3 separate regions of the Sus scrofa genome follow, and all the other regions are linked to region 3. A link is a contact called in public HiChIP or PLAC-seq data. All regions are on one chromosome and are shown on one strand. The core of a region is the stretch at or near the end of the contact, and the rest is flanking DNA. Distances in the headings are between cores, read along the strand shown. Region 1 overlaps LOC110261178 (a long non-coding RNA gene). Region 2 overlaps COLEC12 (collectin-12). Region 3 overlaps COLEC12 (collectin-12).

Region 1 (2,904 bases), core at 333-2,832, 190 kb before region 3:
TCACACTGACCCCATCCATTTATATCCACTCGAGACACGTCATATTAAATTTCAGGTGACAGTATTCTAAAAGCTAGTTGCTATATGCACAAGTAAAAGTTATGGTTAAAAGTTACACTCTGGGAGAAAGCAAGGCATAGTGGATAGGAATGAGGAATCTGGATTCAAATTCAAGCTTGCCACTCTCCAGCTATGTGACTTTCAATGTGTCTCTCCGTGCCCGTTTTCTCATCTTTAAAAGTACACAAAACTTCAAGGACTAAATAAGATAACATGTATAAATAATTTAGGAATGCACACATTACTAGCTCTTAGTAAGTTAATAATTATTACTACTGTGATCTCAGTAGTTACTCAAACACTCCGTTTTACTAATGTTTACTTACCACTAACATGTAATGCACAGCAGAAGGCATTCATGCAGAAATGAATAAAGCATTCATTTTTTTCTAAGCAGCTGGTTGGACATTGACCAAGAAATCCATTTCTTCTTTTTCTTTGGGCATTCAGCTAGACTACATTTCTTTGCACCCTTGCGGCGAAGTTCTAGGCAATGATTTGTGATGTCGTTCTCAAGCTAGGGTTTTTAAGAGGCAGGGTGTTATTTTCATTTGTTCATTGTTTGTTTTTGGCCACACCTGCCACGTGCTGACATTCCTTGGCCAGCGATCAAACCTGCATCATAGCTATAACCAGAACCACAGCAGTGACAAGGCTGAATCCTTAACCTGCTGAACCATGAGGGAACTCCCAAGAGGCAGAGGTTTTTTTGCCTTTTTTTTTTTTTTTTTTTAAGGGCTACACCCTCAGCATATGGAAGTTCCCAGGCTAGGGATTGAATTGGAGCTATGGCTGCCAGCCTACACCTCAGCCACAGCAACACCAAATCAGAGCCAAGTGCTTGACTTACACCACAGCTCCCGGCAACACCGGATCCTTAACCCTTTGAGCGAGGCCAGGGATCAAACTCACATCCTCATGGATACTAGTTGGGTTCGTTAACCGCTTAAGCCATGAAGGGAACTCCAAGAGGCAGAATTTTAAGAGGCAGTGTTTTATTGTTTTATTTTTTTATTATTTATTTATTTTTTTTGTCTTTTTACCTTTTTCTAGGGCCACACCCTCAGCATGTGGAAGTTCCCAGGCTAGGGGTCTAAGCTGCCGGCCTCCATCACAGCCACAGCAAATCAGGATAGGTCTGTGACCTACCCACAGCTCATGGCAACGCCTGATCCTCAACCCACTGAGCAAGGCCAGGGATCAAACCTGCAACCTCGTGGTTCCTAGTTGGATTCGTTAACCACTGAGCCACGACAGAAACTCCAAGAGGCAGGGTTTGAAAAACATTTTTTTAAAAATTATAGTTGATTGATAAAGTTCTGTCAATTTCTGCTGTACAGCAAAGTGACCCAGTTGTAGGGGTGTGTGTGTGTGTGTGTGTATGTATGTACACACACATTCTTTTTCTGGGAGGCAGGGTTCTTAAGTGCCCTTTTCATACTTGTTCCCCTTTTAGTGTCTTGAGCAGAAGATGACAAAGCCCTAGGAAATGACACAGTCAAAAAATGGATGGAGCCTGGGTTCCTGAATGGCCACGTAAGAGAGAGCTGCCAAACAGTATCTCCCTCACACTGAATTGTGGGAAGGAAATTTCTGTGGTCTTTGAGCCATTTATACTTTTTTGAGGGGCTGTTTGTTATAGCAGCTAGTGTTATCCAAATTAATATCCTCTTCTCTTCATTCTAACTGAGATGGAATGCATGGAAAAGATAAATACTTGCAATCAAATATGTTGTCTAGTTGGATTCAGATTTTTGGGAGACTAGAAAAATGGGATCCTTTTACATCTTGTTTGTTCACTGAAGCCAGACCCCTCCCTGATCCTTCTGGTCTCCCCATTGTATTTCACCCTGGGCAGTGTTTCTCTCCACCTTTTCCTCCATGTTTTCTTTGTTATTAGAGATTCCAGGCAGCAGTGTCCTCACTCAATCATGAATGGCTTCTGCTAGCAGTGCCGGCCCCTTTCGATATCTGGGTCATGCTTTGTGTGTCTTTCTGCATTACTGTGAGAAGGAGCTCTTCCTGACTCTTTGGTTCCTTTCCAAATGATCAGTTGGCAATTTGTACAATAAAAGGTTGGTCTTCCAACAGTCCATAAATAATGTGACTCACTCATCAAAGGAATTTCATAGTACACAAGGCACTTAACCAGTTTCATTTAATGCAAGGTTTTATTGTTATTTTTGGAAAATAATTATTTTTATTTTTGTTTTCTTTTTTTTAGAGTGGAGTTGATTTACAGTGTTGTGTCAGTTTCTGCTGTACAGCATAGTGATCCAGTCATACATACATATATATATATATGCATTCTTTTTCTCATGTTATCTTCCATCACGGTCTGTCCCAGTAGACTGGTTATAGTTTCCTGTACTATACAGCAAGACTTCATTGCTCATCCATTCTAAATGTAATAGTTTGCATCTACCAACCCCAAACCCGGAGTCCATCCCACTTCCTCCCCCCACTTCCCCTCCAGCAACCACAAGTCTGTTCTCTATGTCTGAGAGTCTGTTTCTATTTTGTAGATAGGATCATTTGTGTCATATTTTAGATTCCACATATAAGTGATATCATGTGGTATTTGTCTTTCTCTTTCTTTTTTCTTTTCTTTTCTTTTTTGTTTTGTCTTGTCTTTTTGCCATTTTCTTGGGCCACTCTTGCGGCATATGGAGGTTCCCAGGCTAGGGGTCTAATCGGAGCTGTAGCCCCCGGCCTGTGCCAGAGCCACAGCAACGCCAGATCCAAGCTGTGTCTGCGACCTACACCGCAGCTCATGGTAACACTGGATCGTTAATCCACTGAGCAGGGCCAGGGATCAAACCGAAACCTCATGGTTCCTAGTCG
Region 2 (3,215 bases), core at 684-3,183, 130 kb before region 3:
TAGAGGTTATGCAAACAAACATACAAACCAGCCAACCCAGGGAGGCCGCAGCGCTGGCAGTGAGAATAGCATTTAGTTGAATAATTATCGTTTTTTTAAAAAATGACTATAGAGACACAGAGATATAGTTATAATAATCTGCACCTGAGGGTCATCTGAAAGGCATGCATATTCCTAAGTCCCTGGAAACACCAAGGAACAGAATATCTCATCTGCATTTTAGCAAAGCTGCACTTAAAAAAATAATATGGGATGTTTACAAGTATAGGTTCAGTTTTTGATCCTCAAATCAAAACACATGCCTCCGTCTGTCCTCAAACCACACACAGGACCTTAAGTCCTGCCCTTTTTTCCTGGAAACCAAAGAAACCTCTGAATATGCTGACAGGCAGTCATTTTCTACCCTCTCTAATTTTTCTTCCATTTTACTTTTTAAAAACACAGAACTGTCACAGATAGATCATTCAGGTTTGCATAGAGTAAAAGGAATAAATACATTCATTAAAAAAACTGTTGTTTCTCTTTGATGCTAGGAAACTCTTTGCCCCACCCACAAATGCCAGTGAACTAGTAACTTGCACTGGGGTGTGAGTGTCAGTGTATAAAAATAGGATCTGGGTATATTCAGGCTAGCAAAGCTGGCAGCTGGCTACTGCGTAAAAACACCAGACTGATGGAGAGCCAGAAGTAACACTTGCCATAATAGCATGTAGCATTTTTGGGTTTTTGTTTTGTTTTGTTTTTCCTCTTAACTCATTAGCACAAATTTTCAGTCAGGAAAATAGTGGCAAAGCCATCTTCTCTGACCCTAGAAACTCCCTGTCTTTGGAGGAGACCTCAGTTTACAGACTTGTTCTCCTATGAGGAAAACAAGCATGTGACATAGAAGGGTCATTAGCAGTCTTTTGTCACAAGCTCCCCATTCTTGTAAAGTGTTCCTTGACAGATTTTTTTCCTTCAAAACATCGATGTTTTAGGTGTTATAGCTGGAGTGTTGCTCCTCACCCCACTTCAAGTACCTGAAGCCCACTTCTCTAGGATAATCTGACAATAATACCTTTTCTATAAAAACACTTTGGTATCATCCCCTGGCCTGGGCCACTAACCTCTTCTTTCTTCTTCTTGATTCCACCCATCCTTTCAAGTCTACTCCAAATCTCACTGGCCCATCATGCCAAGCCTTCTCTCATGAGCTGACTCCACACCAATAGGGCTTTTAATCAGAATGGCAAAAAACAAAAACAACAACAAAAACTTCTATTGATTGAATGCCTACTCTTTGCAAGGTGCAGCACATCCTCACTGCAGTTAATCCTTACAACTTTTATTTTACAGATGAAAAAAAAAACTGAGGCTCAGAGATGTTCAGTAACCTTCCCACAGTCACACAGCTTCTAAGTGACTAAGTGGGATACCAGGTCAGGAGAGAGATCTCACTCTAAAACCTACTTGTTTTATAATTCCACATGGCCTCTCATCAAGTATTTTTTTCCTAAATATGATTTCTTTCAAGAAAAGTCCCTTGGGGGGAAGGATTATATCTTCTTTATCTTCCCTTTACAGTCACCATCCTCAGATGTTTACCAATTATCTGTCATGTTTGTGGCCCAGGGCTTGACACAAAGGATACAAGAGACACAGCTCACAGCCCAGGCCCTGGGGACAGGGAACGAGAGCAGAACTCCTGCCTGGTGCTCACGAGGGTCTGTACCAGTCTGATTGTGGGAAACAAACCTCCCTCATTGGTATTTGGGACTTCCTGGTAATATCAGTTACGCTCCCTTAGAATGCAATAAAGACATTTCTACCTTGAACACTATTTCAGGTTTCCTTACAAAAATACAGAAGATCTGGTTATAGGGTGTTATCCTGGATTCTCACAACAGTGACTGTGCTCTGATGCACATCTGAAAGCCTACTTGCCCAGCTGTAATGGCCACTTTGGCAGAGCTAAGCAGCAAGGCAGACACCTATGACTAGGACTGTTGCCTCAGAGGAGGTTCCGAATGAGAAAGAGTCAGATGTCTGTCTTTCTTCTTTATCCTAATTACCTTAAGGTGGATGCCTGCTGGGCAGGACCACAGAGTAGGATTTTCCTGTTCAGGGAATGTTCTGGGGGAAAAATGACCCACTGAATTCAGGAGGTGGCTTCTACCATGGAAGCTCCATTGCCTTCTAATGAAAAGCACAGTGCAGAGGGTGCACCAAGCTGTAACTGTCCAAGAATGTGCTTTCTGTCAAGGGGCTGGCATGCCTCACGGTCACAGCCAGTGTCCTGACTGGTTTGGGTGACTCAGCAATCCTCCGACTTGTTCAGCAAATTCTCTGCAAGGAACTTAAGTTATATACTAACTTGTAGTTGCATAAGTGACATGAAAGGAGAAGTAAAGGACAGTTTTGAGGAAAACGCCATTGAGTTTAACTTTGATGAATAAAGGAGTTTCTATTTTATTTCCTTCCAACTTCTCCTTCAGAGAAACCTCTTCTTCCACTGAATATTTTCCTTCCTTCCTGTCTTTCTCTCTTGCTTTCTTTCCCTCCCTCCCTTCCTTCCTTTCTTTTTTAAAGTGGAGAGAGTTTCTCCAGACTTCAAAAGGAGATGTGTGAAGGGAGAACTTATCTTTCTACCTCTTACCATGCTGGGTCACCAGAATCTTATCAGCAAGAAAGAGGAATCATCATTCAAGTAAAGAGAAAACACATCTGGAAAATGTCAACATTTTAGTTCATTAAGGCTGTGTTTGAAGACCAAAATTGCATGTTGTATTATCTTATTTTTGTCAGTAGAGGCCTGAGGAATGGGAATCTTGAAGGAGAGAAAAAGGGGCAAGAATATCATCTTGTCTCCAACTTGTCTCACTCTCTCAATCTCTTCCCCCCTCAACCTCCTCCCCCTTCATCCTAGTGAGATGAAGAGGAAGCCAAGTGATCTTCAGAATTTTAGCTCCTAGGCAGTGTTCTGAGTTGCAGCAATTGGCTTAGAGGTCCTTGGGCTTCAGTTTATTGCTTTTACAGAAGTCAGCCCTAATCTACAATTCACCATCCATCCATCCATCCATCCATCCATCTTTCTTCTCATTAATTTATTCAGTAAACTTTATTGGGTACCTATTAAGGACCATCAGGCAGGGTGCTAGTGGGAGATACAAATAAAAAAGATAGTCTATGGTCTTTGTGGAGCTTTGGGTTTGGGTTGTGAAAGAGACCCACTGGCC
Region 3 (3,046 bases), core at 444-2,943:
CACTCTGGGTCACACCATCCTGTTTTACTATTATTGGCTGATATCATCTGTGTGTGTGTGTGTGTGTGTGTGTGAGAGAGAGAGAGAGGTCATGCAGCATGTAAGCAGAAATTGTTTCTGTCTAGCTTCATGAATGAATCCTATGTGCCTAGAATGGTGCCTGTCACAGAGCAGGGGCTTAATAAATTTTGGTGAATGAATGACTGAATAACCAACTGGCCAAAGGGTCAAGTTATCTTCATGTAACTGAAGCTAAAGCCCTCCTTTTCTGATGCGAGGCTCTGAGATCACCTTTTCCACCACCTCAGGAGTCTGGCATGACTCCTACAAGGACAGCTAAATCCTTCCCCACTCTCTCTACTGGATACATGGGGCTCATGGATGGTTTCCTAGTAAATGCATTTCAAAAGACAGCTTTGCTGGGAGTTCCTGCTGTGGCTCAGGGTAACAAACCAGACCAGTATCCATGAGGATGCAGATTCGATCCCTGGCTTTCTTCAATGGGTTAAGGATCCGGTGTTGCCACGAGCTGTGGTGTAAGTTGCAGATGTGGCTCAGATCCCATGTTGTGGCTGTGGTGTAGGCTGGCAGCTGTAGCTCTGATTGACCCCTAGCCTTGGAACTTCCATATGCCACAGGTTCAGCCGTAAATAAGCAAAAAAAAAAAAAAAGAGAGACAGCCTTGCTGTGGGAATTCCTAAAAGTAGGGCCACTGTGGAAACAAGAGAGATGTTACGTCAGCCATGCTTTCTACCAAAAGCTTATCCCCTTCCTTACATGAACATGATGCAATTCCTTATCACACTGATAAAGAACTTCTCAGCTGACACTTCTACCAGGCGTGGGTCTGGCAATTTATTGTGCGATTTAATGATACTTTTGAAATAAGATGTCAAAACCAGGCCTTTGCAAGGAGCCCTAATCAATTGTTCTTCTTCTTTTCTTTCCCATTATGGTTTATTACAGGATATTAAATATAGTTCCCTGTGCAATACAGTAGGCCCTTGTTATCTATTTTATATATAGTAGTTTGTATCTGCTCCTCTCAAACTTGTAATTTATCCTTCCCCACCCCCTTGCCCTTCGGTAACCGTTTTCTATGTCTGTGAATCTGTTTCTGTTTCATGAATAAATTCATTTGTGTCATATTTTAGATTCCACATATAAGTGATATCATATGGTATTTACCTTTCTTTTTCTGACTTACCTTACTTAGTATGATAATCTCTAAGTATATCCATGTTTCTGCAAATGGCACTATTTCACTCTTTTTTTGTTGCTGAGTGGTATTCTATTTTGTGTGTGTGTGTGAGAGAAAATGCGTGTGTGTGTGTGTGTGTGTGTGTATCACATGGAGGTTCCCAAGCTAGGGGTTGAATTGGGGCTACAGCTGCCAGCCTACACCACAGCCACAACAACGCAGGAGCCAAGCCACATCTGCAACCTATACCAGAGCTCACAGCAACACCAGTTCCTTAACTCACTGAGCGAGGCCATGGATGGAACCCACAACCTCACAGTTCCTAGTTGGATTTGTTTCTGTTGCGCCAGGAATTCCTGGCCATGGGCATTTAGGTTGCTTCCATGTCTTGCCTATTGTCTAATCAATTATTCTTGAGCTGGTCACCATCTCTGCACCAGGACCCAGCTCCATCCCCATGTGCAGTTCAGTTCATAAGCACTGATTCACTATGGACCAGAGACTGCCAGGCGGTGGGGCAGCAGAAATGAGTGAGTCTCAGTCCCTTCCCTCAAGAAGCTGACAGGCTTTCAAAAAAAAAAGACATTCGGGGGAAGGGGGGGGAATATAGCCTCTGTGGTCATATTTTTCAGCCCCCAAATGGGACACAGGACCTGGCTATAACCGAACCTTGAAATATTAGAGAAAAACCCTAGATGCATGATATATACCACACAAAGTGCTGAAGCCTGGCACACTAGTTTGGTATGAAGTGCTATGAAAATATGAGTTACAGGATGAAGACTCCTAAGAAAATGGAGAAGTGGGTCTATTTGTATTTGATCACTGTTTCCTTATTCAGAGAATAGGGAAGAGATCTTTCTTGGAATCTAGAAAACTAGGTTTTCACAATTCAAATCATCTTCCTATGTCAAGGATTAAAGCTTTAGTTCCTTCTAGATGGAAGAATGTGCTTACAACCGGAAGAACAGCATCCTTCTCCGTGACTCGGTGATTGGTTAATCCAACAAATACATATGAAGCCCCTACTGCTTCCCTAAGTAATTCTCTTTTTGTTGTTTGTTTGGTTTTTCATTTTGTCTTGTACTGTTTTCTTTTTACTTCTGCATCTGCAGCACATGGAAGTTCCCAGGTTAGAGGCTGAATCAGAGCTTCAGCTGCCGGGCTATATCACAGCCACAGCAAGGCCAGATCCCAGTCACATCTGCAACCCACACTGCAGCTTGCGGCAAGGCCAGATCCTTAATCCACTGGGCAAAGCTGAGGATCAAACCATATCCTCACAGAGACAATATCAGGTCCTTAACCCACTGAGACACAATGGAACTCCTAACTCTTCTATTAATGGCTGAGAGGTCTGGTCCAGTCTGGATTAAAGAGAAACCCTTATCTGCCGCTAAGATAGAAACCCATGCTTTCATTTATTCACTCATTCACTAAATGCTTCCAGACTAGTGGAGTTGATGAGACACGAACACAGGTAACGATCCATCCATACGCCAGCCTTCCCTGCCAGCCCCAGACCGTCCACTCCTGAGCCACATTTGCAAAAGCATCTGCTGACATGCCCAGTTGTGGGCCAAGGAGCTGTCACTGAGGACTTCACAGTGCACAGGAAAAAGCAGTTACACTGTGACCCCAACAACAAATAGCTTTAAAATTTCTGCTCTCTCTAAGCTTCTTTTCAGCAGACCTACCATTAGTTTGTTTGTTTGTTTTCTTTCTCCTCTCTGGTCTTTTTCCCATGCAGCATTTAGTCTGACTGACTTCTCTCTCCCTCCTGAAATTCCCTGGGAACTTCAGATGCCTCATATTTTTGTTATTAAAGCAATTCAGCGCTGCCTC

What was found. HiChIP or PLAC-seq counts read pairs in DNA pulled down with a chosen protein or histone mark.
Region 1: an H3K27ac HiChIP or PLAC-seq map of alveolar macrophages shows a contact between it and region 3. The contact joins two enhancer-like sites. A contact is called at or near these places in 2 of 47 Hi-C or Micro-C datasets (embryonic fibroblasts and fibroblasts) and 1 of 2 datasets of contacts at active chromatin or transcription factors (alveolar macrophages).
Region 2: an H3K27ac HiChIP or PLAC-seq map of alveolar macrophages shows a contact between it and region 3. The contact joins two enhancer-like sites. A contact is called at or near these places in 1 of 47 Hi-C or Micro-C datasets (embryonic fibroblasts) and 1 of 2 datasets of contacts at active chromatin or transcription factors (alveolar macrophages).

Annotation. Positions count from the first base shown.
Region 1 is chr6:106,018,554-106,021,457 of Sscrofa11.1, reverse strand. The region is part of intron 1 of LOC110261178 (a long non-coding RNA gene); the gene reads left to right. Among named protein-coding and RNA genes, the nearest start is that of THOC1, 19 kb to the left of the region's middle. Within about 2 kb of position 1,582, at least 7 of the 83 cell types and tissues checked have an H3K27ac peak or open chromatin away from gene starts, as enhancers often do. A contact at or near this core is called in alveolar macrophages, where this site is marked.
Region 2 is chr6:105,962,294-105,965,508 of Sscrofa11.1, reverse strand. All of the region lies in intron 3 of COLEC12 (collectin-12), which reads right to left. Among named protein-coding and RNA genes, the nearest start is that of THOC1, 75 kb to the left of the region's middle. Within about 2 kb of position 1,933, at least 5 of the 83 cell types and tissues checked have an H3K27ac peak or open chromatin away from gene starts, as enhancers often do. A contact at or near this core is called in alveolar macrophages, where this site is marked.
Region 3 is chr6:105,827,443-105,830,488 of Sscrofa11.1, reverse strand. The region is part of intron 1 of COLEC12 (collectin-12); the gene reads right to left. Among named protein-coding and RNA genes, the nearest start is that of COLEC12, 21 kb to the right of the region's middle. Within about 2 kb of position 1,693, at least 2 of the 83 cell types and tissues checked have an H3K27ac peak or open chromatin away from gene starts, as enhancers often do. A contact at or near this core is called in alveolar macrophages, where this site is marked.